Linked DNA regions of Mus musculus: region 2 is linked to region 1. The links are chromatin contacts, called in public promoter capture Hi-C maps. All regions are on one chromosome and are shown on one strand. Each heading gives the region's core, a stretch centred on a gene start, on an enhancer-like site or on the middle of the called end of the contact. The rest is flanking DNA. Distances are from core to core; before and after follow the strand shown.

What was found. Capture Hi-C pulls out chosen DNA fragments and counts their contacts.
Region 2: a contact with region 1 is called in a promoter capture Hi-C map of adipose tissue. The contact joins the promoter of Septin3 here to the promoter of Shisa8 in region 1. A contact is called at or near these places in 1 of 39 promoter capture datasets (the SN4741 cell line), 2 of 484 Hi-C or Micro-C datasets (embryonic stem cells and pre-B cells), 2 of 115 datasets of contacts at active chromatin or transcription factors (embryonic stem cells and pancreatic cancer cells) and 3 of 9 other capture datasets (adipose tissue, liver and pancreatic islet).

What each region holds. Positions count from the first base shown.
Region 1 is chr15:82,210,088-82,216,758 of GRCm38.p6, forward strand. It overlaps Shisa8 (shisa family member 8), which reads right to left and starts at 2,728. Exons shown (of 4, transcript NM_001207021.1): 1 at 1,802-2,728. The coding sequence starts at 2,325.
Region 2 is chr15:82,264,442-82,271,112 of GRCm38.p6, forward strand. Septin3 (septin 3) reads left to right here and starts at 4,361. Exons shown (of 12, transcript NM_001368785.1): 1 at 4,361-4,626. Gm52180 (a long non-coding RNA gene) reads right to left here. Exons shown (of 3, transcript XR_003951511.1): 3 at 1,098-1,275.

The DNA of each region.
Region 1 (6,671 bases), core at 1,478-3,977:
ACACCTGAGGTGGCCAAGGATCAGCTGCAAGGTGTCTGCAGGCTGCCTAAGATGACCTCGCCTTTCCCACTCCTCAGCCGCTCGTGCCAATTATCCCACCACTGGGCTAGCACTGATAAGTCAGTTCTGTGTAGGAAAGGAAGGAGCCTCGAGCCTCTGGGCCTTTGCACGGATTCTCCAAGGCCCGACTCCAGTCCGCTCCAACCCCTCTAGCCATCCTTCCCTAGCTGTCAGAATCAGCATGGCTGAATGAGAGAGAAACGTGGGCAGGGGATTCAGAACACACTGCCCAGGAGCCCAGAGAAGAGAGTCAAAGCACATGGTTGTGAGCACACAACCAAACCTGGGCTTGCAGGTGGAGCTTTGCAGATGAACAAGTCAGCTATAGACTGGCCCAGCCACCCCTATACTACAGTGGGTCTCTGGCTCCCACTATCTCTCTGGCCTCCCCACTGTCCACCTTTGTCCTGGAAGAGAGATTCCCACATTCAGAGGCTGAGTTTCTGCCCCTGCAGCATTCAGAAGCCCCTGCTAATTCCCGCTGCAATCCAGTGGCTTCAAAGAAACACAAAGTGCCTGGTGGTGGGATAGGTGGTGGGATAATTGGCACAAGCGGCTGAGGAGTGGGAAAGGCGAGGTCATCTTAGGCAACCTGCAGACGCCTTGCAGCTGATCCTTGGCCACCTCAGGTGTCTTTCAGTGTGCCTCTTCGTTAATCAGCCATAACTCAGCCCCACCAGGAGGGTCAGGCCAAGTGGGAGAAAATCATGGGTCCTGGGTACTGCAGGCAGCTGGGCTGACGGCTGGGTTGTCTATGGGGACAGCTCATCACCCTCTCTGCCCTCCAGGTGTCTGGAAGGGATGGGCTAAGTGGTCTGGGGGCAACTACTCTCATGATCTGCCCCTGTGCACATCTGGTCCACCACATGTGTATGGTGGGGGAGGGGGAGAAGGGGCAGCTCTTTATTATAACTCCCACTTGCTGCCTGTTGCATGTGGTGCCAACAGTCTACATGCCCAGTGGGGCTGGGACCTGGGTGGAAAGGAAGGGAGAGCACAAACAGGGCAGGGGATTTGCTGGGGGGCCTAAGTGGAAGAGATCCAGCCATGGTCAGGACAGAATTTCAGCTCCCAGCGTTCCCATTCGGCTGACAAGTCAAAATAAACTCAAAACTTAGCCAGCATCTGGCAGGTCTCTAAAACACAGGTCTACATCCCTCCACACTCCCATTCTGAGCAGCTGGAAAGCCAGACCTTTGCGGGGGGGGGGGGAACCTTTGCGGGGGGGCGGGGTTTTACTGGGGAGGGGATGCTTCTGAAATTCCAAGGAATGAAGGTCAGGTTTGAGTCACACTGGGTTGGGGAAATGGATGGAGGTGGGAGGAGGGCGGGAGAGGGAGATGCAGCAAGGGAACCCGGCAAGCATCCTCTCCCTTCGCTAAGCCCACGACCACCTTAAAACTGCCCCAGTCCAGTGGCTTTCCTGACCATCGTCCGTGCCTCATTCCTTGGACAGCGACTTTTTGTCTTCCGCAGAGGAGGTTAGAGCCACAAGGAGGATCCAGAGCCCAGTACAGGCAGGGAAGGTCAAGGGGAGAGAGAGCTATCAGGTATCTATCTCCCTCTGTGAAGCAGAGACGGGGGAGAGAGGTCCAAAAGAACAAAACAAAACAAAAAGAGAAAGGGACTGCGGAGAGGCCAAAGATTTAGAGGGTCCAGAAGGATGCAGTTGCAGTGAAATTTGGAGCCAGCTAGGGACAGTGAAGACAGGACGGGCGGGCAGGCAAGCGGGCGCACTCACCTGGTCACCGTGCGCCGAGCGCGGGGGCTGTGCGCTCTCTCCAGGCCCAGGCGCGCCCCGATGCCGACCAGCACGAGTAGAGCGGCGACACCGCACACCGCGTAGACCGCAGTGTGGCTGCGCTCCCGGGCCGGGTCGCGCGGGGCGGCGGTGTCACGGGCGCGGGCGGGCGGCCGGCCAGTCTGCACCCAGGCCGGTGTGTCGTAGTTGGAGCAGCGGCTCTGGTCCAGGCGGCGCGGGCCGTCGTGGCAACAGAAGCGGTAGCCGCACGTGCCGCAGCAGAAGCTGTAGACGCCCGAGCTGCAGTTGAAGGGCGGGTCCCACTGGCCCATCACGTCGTAATAGCCGCGGCAGCGGTCGCCTCCCGCCGGTGCCACGGTACCGGACCCTGCGATCTCCTGCTCCTCGGGAGCCCCCGCGCGGCCCGACGGCGACCCTGCCAGCAGCAGCGCCAGTCGGAGTGCGAGCGGGAGCCCATGCGAGCGCCGGCCACAGCGCTGTCCCCGCGCCCCAGCGCGCTCCATGCAGCCCGCTCCTTCTGCTATTGCGCCCGGCGCATGGCTCGGCGCGTGGCCGCTCTGCCAGGCTCCCCCAGCCCTCCGGGACCGGTCGCTCGGTCGCCCAGCTGCCCGCGCAGTCTCCCCGCCGACGCCTCCTGGTGCGTCTGCGGTTCCAGACACAAGTGAGCTCGGTGTAGAGTACGCGGGGCTGGATCTCCGGTGGGCGCGTTTTCCTCCGGGGCTCACCTCGGACTGCGCACGGTGGAGGCGGGCGGCGAGTGCTCGCCTGCACAGTCCCCAGCTCCCTCTGACCCGGGAGGGCGTGCGGGGCCTGGGTCTTTTGGAGACTGCGCCGGGCGGCGGGTCGCCGGACACCTCTGTCTTCCCGCCGCCCGCTCCGCGGTGCCCGCGCTCTGGCTCCGGCTCCGGCTCCGGCGCGGGCTCGGCGCGGGCTCGGGCGGGCGGGAGGGAGCGAGGGGAGGAGGGCGGGAGGGAGGCAGAACCGGGGGAGGAGCGCGGCCGCTGCGCCGGGAGGGAGGGGTTCTGTAAGGTCAGTGCAGCAAGCGCGCCCGACCAGGGACCCTCTCCAAGACCTCCCTCAAACTGTTGTCGGAATTGGGCCCTCGAGGGGGCTCAGCTTAAGATCTGGGGATTCGGATCTTGGCAACCTTGGATGAGCGATTCCCTGCTTTTTTAAGTAAGGGGACAGAGGCATAGAGATCAAAGCAGCCTGGAATTCACTGGGAAGGGACTCACAAACACACACACACACACACACACACACACACACACACACACACACACACGCCCCAATGTTCCATTCCTGTGTCTGGTCCTGACATGAATGAGGAAGGCACAATAAGGACCCCCAACACAAAAATGGCAGAATCAAGCTTTGATCAACCCCTCTCTGGTCTGCCCCAGAGCATGTGCCCTGATTCTAAAACCTGGACATTTGGCTGGGGTCCTAGGATGTCCCAGTTCTGGAAACAGTCTGGCCAGAGCCCTCAAGTGGTCGGCTCCCCTCCGCGGCCTCTGCTATAGAAGGCTGAGCAGGTCCTGGGGACCAGGCCAGTTGTACTCCCCTGTCTGTCCTCAACTCTCACTCCCTGGGACTCCCAGGTCCTTTCACAAGCTTAGGGAAAGAATGAGGAGGCATGGCTCAATGCCCCATTCCACCACTCCCCCGCTGAGCTGCTAAGGAGAATATGACCCTGATGCCAGTCATTGCCTCTCCCTGCCTCAGTTGCTATGGTTAAGGTCAAAAGGTCTTCTTGGAGCCAGGCAGTGGTGGCACTCACCTTTAATCCCAGCACTTGGGAGGCAGAGGCAGATGGATTTCTGAGTTCGAGGCCAGCCTGGTCTACAAAGTGAGTTCCAGGACAGCCAAGGCTATACAGAGAAACCCTGTCTCGAGAAAAAAAAAAAAAACAAAAAAACAAAAAAAAAAAAAAAACCAACAACAACAAAAAGGTCTTCTTGGTGCCAGCAATGGCATAGCAGTACTGAAGGCTTGCGGAGAGGTTGAAGAAGGAGGACCACTTGGGCTCACAACTTTGACCAGCCAGGGCAATGTGCTGAGACCCTGTCTCAAAAAGCAAACAGAACAAAATAGTGTCCTTTCACACACTAAGGACAAAGCAGGGGGATTCCTTGAGGCAAAATTAATCTAAATCAGAGGTCCTCAACCTTCCTGATGCTGCAACCCTGTGACATAGTTCCTCATGGTGACCCCCACCATAAAATTGTTTAATTGCTCCTTTATAACTGTAATCTTGCTACTGTCATGAATCGTAGTGTAAATATCTGATATGTAGGATATTCGACACCCAACCCCTAGGTTGAGAACCACAGGTCTACACGGTGAGTTCCAGGCTAGCCCAGTCTTTATTGGAAAATTCTGTTTCAAGAAAAGAAAGAACACCTTTAATCCCAGCACTTGGGAGGCAGAGGCAGGCAGATTTCTGAGTTCGAGGCCAGCCTGGTCTACAGTGTGAGTTCCAGGACAGCCAGGGCTACACAGAGAAACCCTGTCTTGGAAAAAAAAACAAAAAACAAAAAAAGAAGAAAAAGAAAAAGAAAAAAAGAAAAAGAAAGGAATGAAGGGAAGGGAAGGGAAGGGAAGGGAAGGGAAGGGAAGGGAAGGGAAGGGAAGGGAAGGGAAGGGAAGGGAAGGGAAGGGAAGGAAGAAGAAGAAGGGAAGGAAAGCTGGCAATTTGGTTCTGGTCGTGCATACCTGTAGACTTGAGGATTAGGAGTTCAAGACCAGCTCGAACCACATGAGATGTTCTCTCAAAAAACAAAACAAAGACAACCCACCCCCCAAAAACCAGTGAAATAAATCAAGACCTTTCTCTGAAGGACAGATTCATAATCCATTCCTTCCAGGAGGTAGAGATTACCTCTCACTATCCAGATGGGGACACCAGGAGGGCAAGGGCTAGGGTTCCAGTCGAGCCCTCTGTCCCCAGCTCAGCTCAGGTGCCTGTCAATACCTGCTGAATGGAACCGTGAAATGATACTTCTAACTCCTGTTTGATGGGGAATTTAGCTGTTCTAGGGCCCTTTCTTCTCCTTCCCACCTCTCCTCCTCTGGAGCCTGGAATCAGCTTAGGAACGGGGAGGGTATGAGAGAGGGAGAGAAAGGATCTGCATCTTAAGGAGGATCAAGTCCTGTTGTGTGAGATGAGGAGCTGACAGGAATGTCAGGTATTAGTGTGTTAAGGCTGGGAGGAGGGTAACTACCCCCACCCAGGCTGTCTCCGTTCACCCTGGCGAAAGAGGACCTCTTCCCCTCCCTGGACACACGCACACACACCCATGTGATTCCCAATCCAGTCCTGGAGACCCTATCCCCATAAAAAGACTTTCTACATTGTCATTCAGAAAGGGAGGTGATGGACAAGATGGACAGAGACACGAAGGAAGCGCTTTAATCCCATCACCCACCAGGACAACGCATTGCAGGGCATCACATTACAGACTATGTCATGACTTGTTTTCAGTTGGGGTGTTGTTGCTCCAATCAGAACTTCATAGCTGTGCTTTCTGACGCATCCTTCTCTGCTTCCTTCCCTGGCTTTCCTGAGGATGGGACAACTGCTACCACTGTGCTGTGTGTGCAGTAGGTTCCTGTCGCTCTGCCAAGCTACGTTGGTGTTTGTTGAGGGGGGGGGGGAGATTCTGAGGGTGGCCTCCCTCCACCCCCATCTCTGAGCCGTACTTTGGAACTGTGTCATCTCCCAATGTACAGAGTCTCCCGTGGCTGCGTCTCTTCTGGGGTCTTCTCTTCCCCCTATTGTCTTGGCATTTGCTCCACGGGTGACCTCTTGTTGACCTGCAAATCTATGTGGTGTTTCCATTGGTCCAGGGACTGATTCCAAACCTCACCCCATCCCCAGGTCTCTCCCCAGCTTAGCCTGATTCTGTGGGTTCTACGGTGAGCCAACTACCACAGGTGCCAAAAACTATAGGGTCTGTGCCAAACTCTAGATGCCTGTCTGTGTGGACACATGGTCTTGGGGTGATGGGCAGCAGAGGAAGAGTAACTTAAAAGACACTGCTTGTCTTTGTTCTGGGGTCTGACTCTCCACGCAGCTGATACTCCCACTTCGGGTACATGGCCATGAGCTGGGCTAGGGGCATCTAGAGATAATGCAGCCCAGTGAAGGTGAGACCCCATTATCCTGGACTCCAGGGCCTCTGAGCGCAGCAAAGCTCTAGGGCATCCGCCCCCTGTCTCTTTCCCTCCCAAGCCTGTGTCACCAAAAAATCGTCCATTGATCCAGGCTTAAAATAACCCCTGGCATCTGCAATGAGCCCCACGGGGCGGGCAAGAGGAGCCGAGTGTCTGCCTGAAGGGCACCCGCCCCGCCCCCAGCTCCCAGGGCTGGCAGCCGAGTGTGTGTGCGCGTGCAAGTGTGCAGGCGGTGTCGGAGTGTGCTCCTGGTTGTGAGTGAGGGAGTGCATGTGGGGGGGCAAGGGTGACGCTCTCAGGGGCCATCACTGCACTACGGGGTTTGCATGGGCATTTCCCTGCCTAACTCTGGCTGTGGGAGCCTGGGGGCCCCCCCGAAACTCTATGGACATTAGCAAAAGCAGGTGCTGGGTCTCCGCATCTGTGTCTTCAATGTTAGGTGACCAGTCTGTCATTCTGTACGGTTGTGGACAGGAAGGTTTGGAATTTACTAGACAGAAACCTAAGAAAGTGGCTTGTTAAGGCTGGCACACAGCCAGACAGGACCAGGGTCTGGCCTGGAGCCACGCTATGAGCCCTGAGCCCGCCTTTGCAGCGCTAGAAGCCCCCAGGATCCCAGGGAGGTGCTTCTTCCCCCATGACCTGCACACAGGCAGCCTGTGCAGAAGGCCTC
Region 2 (6,671 bases), core at 3,111-5,610, 56 kb after region 1:
ACTTATTCCTGCCCTGGTTTGTGTGTGATTTTTTGACGTGCCATGGAGAAGTGTCTCAGCATGGCGGCCAGTAGCCTGGTTTTGGCAGGGAACCCTGGAAACCGAGATTGCAGGGGATTTTTTTTTCAGCTGCTTTAGGAGATTTTGTGGAGTCCCAGGGGCTGGCAGGGCTTGCCAGAGTGGGTGTGTCTGTGCTCAGCCCAGAGCCAGAGGACAGGGAATTAGCGTGTGCAGGGTCCTGAGTGGGAACGGCTGCAGTGTTCGAATTCCAGCTGAGAGGGCAGGACAGGCTTCTCTCTGTTCCTCCCCCGCTGTTCTCCTGCCCGAGCTCCAAGGCTAATAGAGGCCAAAAGAGTAGCTTAGAGGGAAGTGTGGAGGCTTTCAGCGCCCTTGAAAAGTGGCCACCAGGAGTACCTCATGGGTGTGGTGACGCACACCTTTGATCCCAGCACTCAGGAGGCAGAGGCAAGTGGATTTTCTGAATCAGAGGAATTGAGTTCCAGGACAGCCAGGGCTACTTAGAGAAACCCTGTCTCAAAAACCACAACAAAGAAACAAGAGAACAATGGCTGGGAAAATACTCCATAGGTGAAATGCTTGCAGCATAAGCATGAGCTGGCTTCCCAACACCCACATAAAAGTCAAGTGTACCTGTACCCTCGGTAGGACGGAGGCAGAGACGGGAGGGTCCCTGGAGTTCATTGCGCAGGCACCCTAGCTAAATCAATGCGTTCCATGTTTATTAAGAGATTCTCTCAGAAAACAAGAGGGAGAGTGAGGAAGACACCAAGCATTGACTTCTGACCTCTGTATGCAGGCAGATATCCATGCATGCACAACATACACATATGTGCACGTACATGAGCAGGTACACATGGTGGTCACAATCTGGGTTAACAATCTTTCCGGGGGACTTAGGTAGGCAGACCTTCTCCCTCTCGCCCACCCGGAGTTAAAGTATGGAGATCTGAGAGCCTAGCCCATGCTTTGGACTCTGTGTGACTCTGGCAAGACCCTCTCTGGTTTTGTGGCTTTGAGTAGCTTCCCACAGGTTTTTGGCAATCGAAAGAAACCATGGGGGTAAATAGACAAGCAAATAGATTAAAAAAAAAAAAGATTTATTTTATGTATATGAGTACACCATTGCTCTCTCCAGACACACCAGAAGAGGGCATCAGATCTCATTACAGATGGTTGTGAGCCACCATGTGGTTGCCAGGAGTTGACCTCTGGAAGAGCAGTCGGTGATCTTAACCGCTGAGCCATCTCTCCAGCCTGAAAATAGAAATTTTAAGGCTGCAACTGTGTGTGTGCAAACGTGTGTGTGTATGCTTGTGTGTGTGCATATATGTGTTTGTGCATGTGTGTGTGTTTGTAGATCTGTATGTTTATGGCTGAATTCAGCATCCTCTACATGTTAGGCACACCATCCACCACCAAGCTGCCTACCTCCAGAGTCATCGGTTTTCATAGCTCCCATAGAGTGAGGGCAGTGTACAGTAACAGCGCTGGGCGAGACTTGAGGCTCCCCGAGGTCACTCTCAGCCTGAAATGTGTCCATACCACTGCTTACCAAACAGTCCTGGCTCCTCAGCTCTCAGTGTGCCATAGAAGTTTACCTTCCTGCCTTCTAGTAATGGGCGGCTCATCCAGCTTGTTCTGGCCAATGAGTTCTAATTAAATCAAAGCCATTAGTGGCTGGCAAGGGGATTCATTAATCTGCAGTTTGTCACAACCCCTGGCAATAATGACCTGGAGGGCCCTAGAGCAAAGGTGACGTGGGACATAGTTGGTTCATGGTGTTGTGGACAGGAGCCATGAATGAGAAACTAGTTCTTAGTGTCACGGCCTCTAGGGTTTTGGAAGTTTGTCACCCATGCTATCTAAGCCTACCCCTATTATAGAACAATGTGGGGCCCAGAAAGACAAAGAGATGTTCCAATTCACGTGGCTGCAGAACACACAAGTTTGAGAGGTATCATAGCACGCACTCTTTGTCAGGGGGGCCACCGTAAAGATTGGAGTGAAGGTGTCTGTTTTTGGAGGACCCTTGAAAGCGTCTCAGTGTTTGGTGGGAAAATGCACAGGTGCACAGTACCATTTCTGGCCACTAGAGGGCAGCTGGACCCAAGTTTGTAATTGAGGTGGGGCTGCGGCAACCAACTCTGCTAAGCCCCACGTTTGGAAACTGTGGGTGGCCACCAGAAAATAAATGTGGGAGTGGAGAAAACTGGGCAACAGCAAAAGCTTTCTTTTTCTTTTCTTTTCTTTCTTGATAGTGTTTCTGTGTATAGCCCTGGCTGTCCTGGAACTCACTTTGTAGACCAGGCTGGCCTCGAACTCAGAAATCCGGCTGTCTCTGCCTCCCGAGCGCTGGGATTAAAGGCGTGCGCCACCACCGCCCAGCAGCAAAAGGTTTCTGAATGCACAACAACCCTGAATCATCGAACTCAAAATGAATCTGGGCTGTTTCTGCCAACTCTTGTGTGTTAGTATTGAACGTTCGATGTGCACACTTTGACCGACGCATGCCATACACTGCCGAGGAATACCACCTAAAAGCTCACAGACGCTATGGTACATTGTAAATTGCAATGTCTTTGCTGCTAATGTAGAAACATGATGGAAAACGAAGTCAGCATTTTCCTCCAGTTGCTCCTTATTGGCTAAGTAGAAACTTAGCTCAGTCCATGGCTGTGCATAAACCAGGTGTGGCAGAGCCCGCCCGTAATCGCAGCCACCATCACTGGAGGCCCGAGGACACCAGTTCAAGGTCATTTTTGGAAGTTTAGGGCCAACTTGGTATATGTAAGACCCCATCTAAAACAAAAACATCTGCTTCAGCTGCTGTCTGGAGTTTCAGAAGAAGACTAAGGGAGATCTGACTTGGGAGTAGGGTAACACATTTCTAACAATTTCTGAATACAGGCCATTTGCTATTATTTTAATTTATGCAAAATGGCAGTCTGAGCATTGCCAATGATACAATCAAAATATCCATCAGTTCTAGGAAAAAACCCACTGAAACAGCTAAGATTTAGTTTCATAAAAACAAACGAACATCTCTACCTCATTAATATGCAAATTTGCCTTTGTCTTTAACAAATGGTAAACTTTTACGTGTACCAAAGAATTATTTTAAAATAAATTTCTTTTTTTCAAATTAATGTTATCTATTTGGTGTTATTCTGTTTTGTTGTTTCTGTGGCTCTGGGGACTGAACTCAGAGTTTTATGCACGTCAGCCGGGAGCTCTGTCACTATACCAATCCCCAGGCAAAATGGATCAATTCCTTTGAATTATTCTCAGTAAGTACTCGATGTATAGGACTGTATTCTATACCTATATACATGACGCTGAGTACAAATGTCTCGGCTACAGCGGCTGCAGATAGAAAAAATGACAAGAGGTTTGCTCAGAGATGGTCAGTCAACCCTGGAGGGAAAGGAGGCAGACCAGCAGGCGAAAGACAGAGATGGATGGGACGCGGGTCTTGCTCTGAAAGGAGGGAGGCGGGGTGGATTCTAGATCTTCAGGCTGGAAGAAATCACTTCAGGGCATCTAATCTCTAACTGAGAAGACAGCTGAGAACTAGGAGGGTTTTGTTATTGTTGTTAGGTTTGGTTTTTTTGTTTGCTTGTTTTTTTCCGGGACAGGATTTCTGTGTAAAGCCCTGGCTGTTCTGGAACTTACTGATACCGGCCTCTACCTCCTAGTGCTGGGATTAAAAGTGTGTGCCACCACCTCCTGGCCTATTGGACAGGAGTCTTATAATGAGTGGTCAGGCAAGGAGAACCCAGGGCCCCTGACTTCAGCCCCACCCAGCTGCTTGATCTCCAGGAGGTAATAAGGCAGTGTAGGCCCTACAGAGCCGGCTCCCCAGGGTGTCCAGGCTGATTTTGCCACCTCTTTCTTTTCTCAGGGCCTCAAAACATGTAGGGAGGGGAAAGAACTCAGACAGCGCCCCTCCCCCTCCACTGTGATTGCTTGCAGGTTGCCTGGTAACCAGGGCATAGCCAGCTATGGCAACCTAAGGCTCAGAGGGATGAGAATGGGATGAGAAGAGAAGAGGATCCTGGGCCCACACGTTCATCATTCAGTCACTGTGAGAAACATGCTGAGTGATTCTTGTTAGGCCCTGGGACCCAGAGAAGGATAAGATCTGCGTCTTTCAGGACTTTGCTGTCCAATATGGTAGATGGACATTCAAATGAAATAAAATTGAAAAAAAAAATCCAGGTCCTTGGTCATCATAGAATAGTGGTAAGTGCTCGGGAGCCGCCTGTGGCTGGTGGCTATTTTATTGGACAGTGGACACATAGAACATTTCCATTATCACAGAAAGTTCTATTGGCCGGCCAGAAGCTCACTCGCCAAGGCGAGCAGCTCACAGGAAAGCAGGCCAGAGCCCCCAGTGTTGTGGGGTATGGCAGAAAGGAAGTGGCAAGATGATGGGTCGAGGACATGCCAAGAGAACGTTGGGCTTGGCTCCTGGCTCAGAGTGAGTGTTTAGGGCACGTCTGTGGCCTGCACTCTGTGGCTGAGATGCTGTGCCCATCTGCTTACGGGCCTGGCTTTGGCAGAAGACTCTGAGTTTCTCCAGCCTGGCTCAGTCCCTGGCACAGAGTAAGTACCCAGCCAATGGCGTCTCTTCCCACCACGGTCCTTCTCATACTATCATGTGACAGAGCAGCCTGGTGCTGGGGAACCCAGGAAAAGGTTCTTAGCCCAGTGGCCACAGGCTGCTGAGGATCTGCCTCACCAGAGACAGCTGGGGTAGGTCTGTGGATTTCTTTGAGGTCTGGCCCGGGGCTGGCTAGCTTCATACCCCGAGTCTTACTTAGCAGAGGATCTGTCTGAAGCAGGATGGGTCTCAGAGAATGGATTTGAAGGGTACAGTTGTATACACAGAAATCCCAACATGAAGCACAACCGCAGGAGCATGGACACAGATGGCCCTGGGGTCAGCAAAGTCTTAGGTGGTTGCAGAGGGAAAGTGGGAGGGCATGAGACAAACAGGGACATCACCGTTGGAGTAGCTCAGTTCTCTCTTACTGGTGACACTTCTCAAGGGTCCAGTCTTGGAGACAAGGACACATGGGTTATGTGCCATCCCCTCCCTAGGTGGCTCTGCGCGTATAGGGCAGCTCAGCTGGCTGACGCCCATAGCTCTGTAGGATTCCAGAGACTCAGAGCAGCCATTCACTGCCACCCACTCTCAAGAGGCCAGAGCCTCCCTGCCCGGAGCCCAGTCCAGCGAGAGGGACAGGTCAGGGGAGAACTGGGCCCTCAGCTAGTGGACTATGATCAGGAGGCTTAGTGAAAGCTCAAGAGAGGACCCAGAGAAGAGAGGTCTCTGAGCCCGGCCACATGGCTAGCCTCTGGGTGCAGAGGAGTGGGTGGGGTCTGCAAGAGGTCAGCTTCCTTGACTGAAAACCACCGGCTTCTTTTCTGTCTTCTGATCCAGGTAGGTGTGCCTGCCTGTTTGTGTGTGTGTGTGTGTGTGTGTGTGTGTGTGGGTATGTGGGGAGGGTAGAACCAAGGTGTTCACAGGACACGGGGCTCACTGAGGAGGCAAGGATCTAGTGACACAAGAACAAGGTGACCTCAGGAGTTCTGGTCCTTGGGTCTGTGGCTAAGCGAAGGGTGAACACGGTGTGCCCAGGTGCATGTGGTGGGAACAGTGGGCAAGAGAGGTCAGGGCGGCAGGGATATGCCTAATGGAGAAGAGGCAGAGAGGCTGGACAGTTGAGAGAAATACATGGCCAGAGATGATAGGCTAAAGCCATCCCTTAAGGCAGAACAAGAGCCCCCTTGCATCCTGCTTCTCCTGTTCCAAACTTCAGAGAGACGGATGCGATACCACTCTCTACTGGCAGCCCTCACCTCCCCCGCCTCTCCCCTGCCCTCCCCCCCCCCCCCCCGGCCAGTCTTGGCCTGTGGTGTTGAAAGTAATGGAGATAACTTTGTCCCAGAGGCAGCACCAGTCAGCCCCCTGGGGACCCTGGAGACCACCTTGGGGAGTATGGTTCGACTACCTGTCAACCTGTCACCTGTCAACACTGGATCATCGAGCTGGGGACCCCCTTTTCTCTCAACTCCCTGCCCCCAGGCAGCCTTTTCCAACCTCATCCCTGACCCACTGCCCAGACCTCAGAGTCCTTCAGTCACGCCCCACGGATCCAGTACTCTCAGATCCGTTCCCAACATTTCCCCTTTCAAGCTGTCTTTGAAATGGTTGTTCCTAAGAGCAGCGAGCATCAAGTTATCTTGCAGGACCCGAACAGCTTTGCAGCCTCTCCTGGACCCTGTTCACCTTCAGCCTTATCTCTACTCTGCCAAGCAGAGCCTGGAAGTCCTGTGCTGGGGCTTTCAAAAGGAGGCTCTCCCTTCTCATCTGTGGGCTGTCCTTAGGAGCTGCCTGATGCCAGGCACAGTTTCCTTCAGCTGACATCCACCCTATTCAGGCTTCCCCCAAATGTCTCTCACCAGCAATACTCCAGCTCAGGGGCTCTTTCCTAGTGGGGTGCAGGGACTCCCGGTTCAGACTCTGTTCTCAGGCCACCTGGACATCCCACAGTCTCTGACCCAGATACCTGGACTCTTGTTTTCATTGCTATGGTGGTTTCTGCAAGAGACAGGCAAGATTGCCTTCCTCCAGAGTCCTTGAA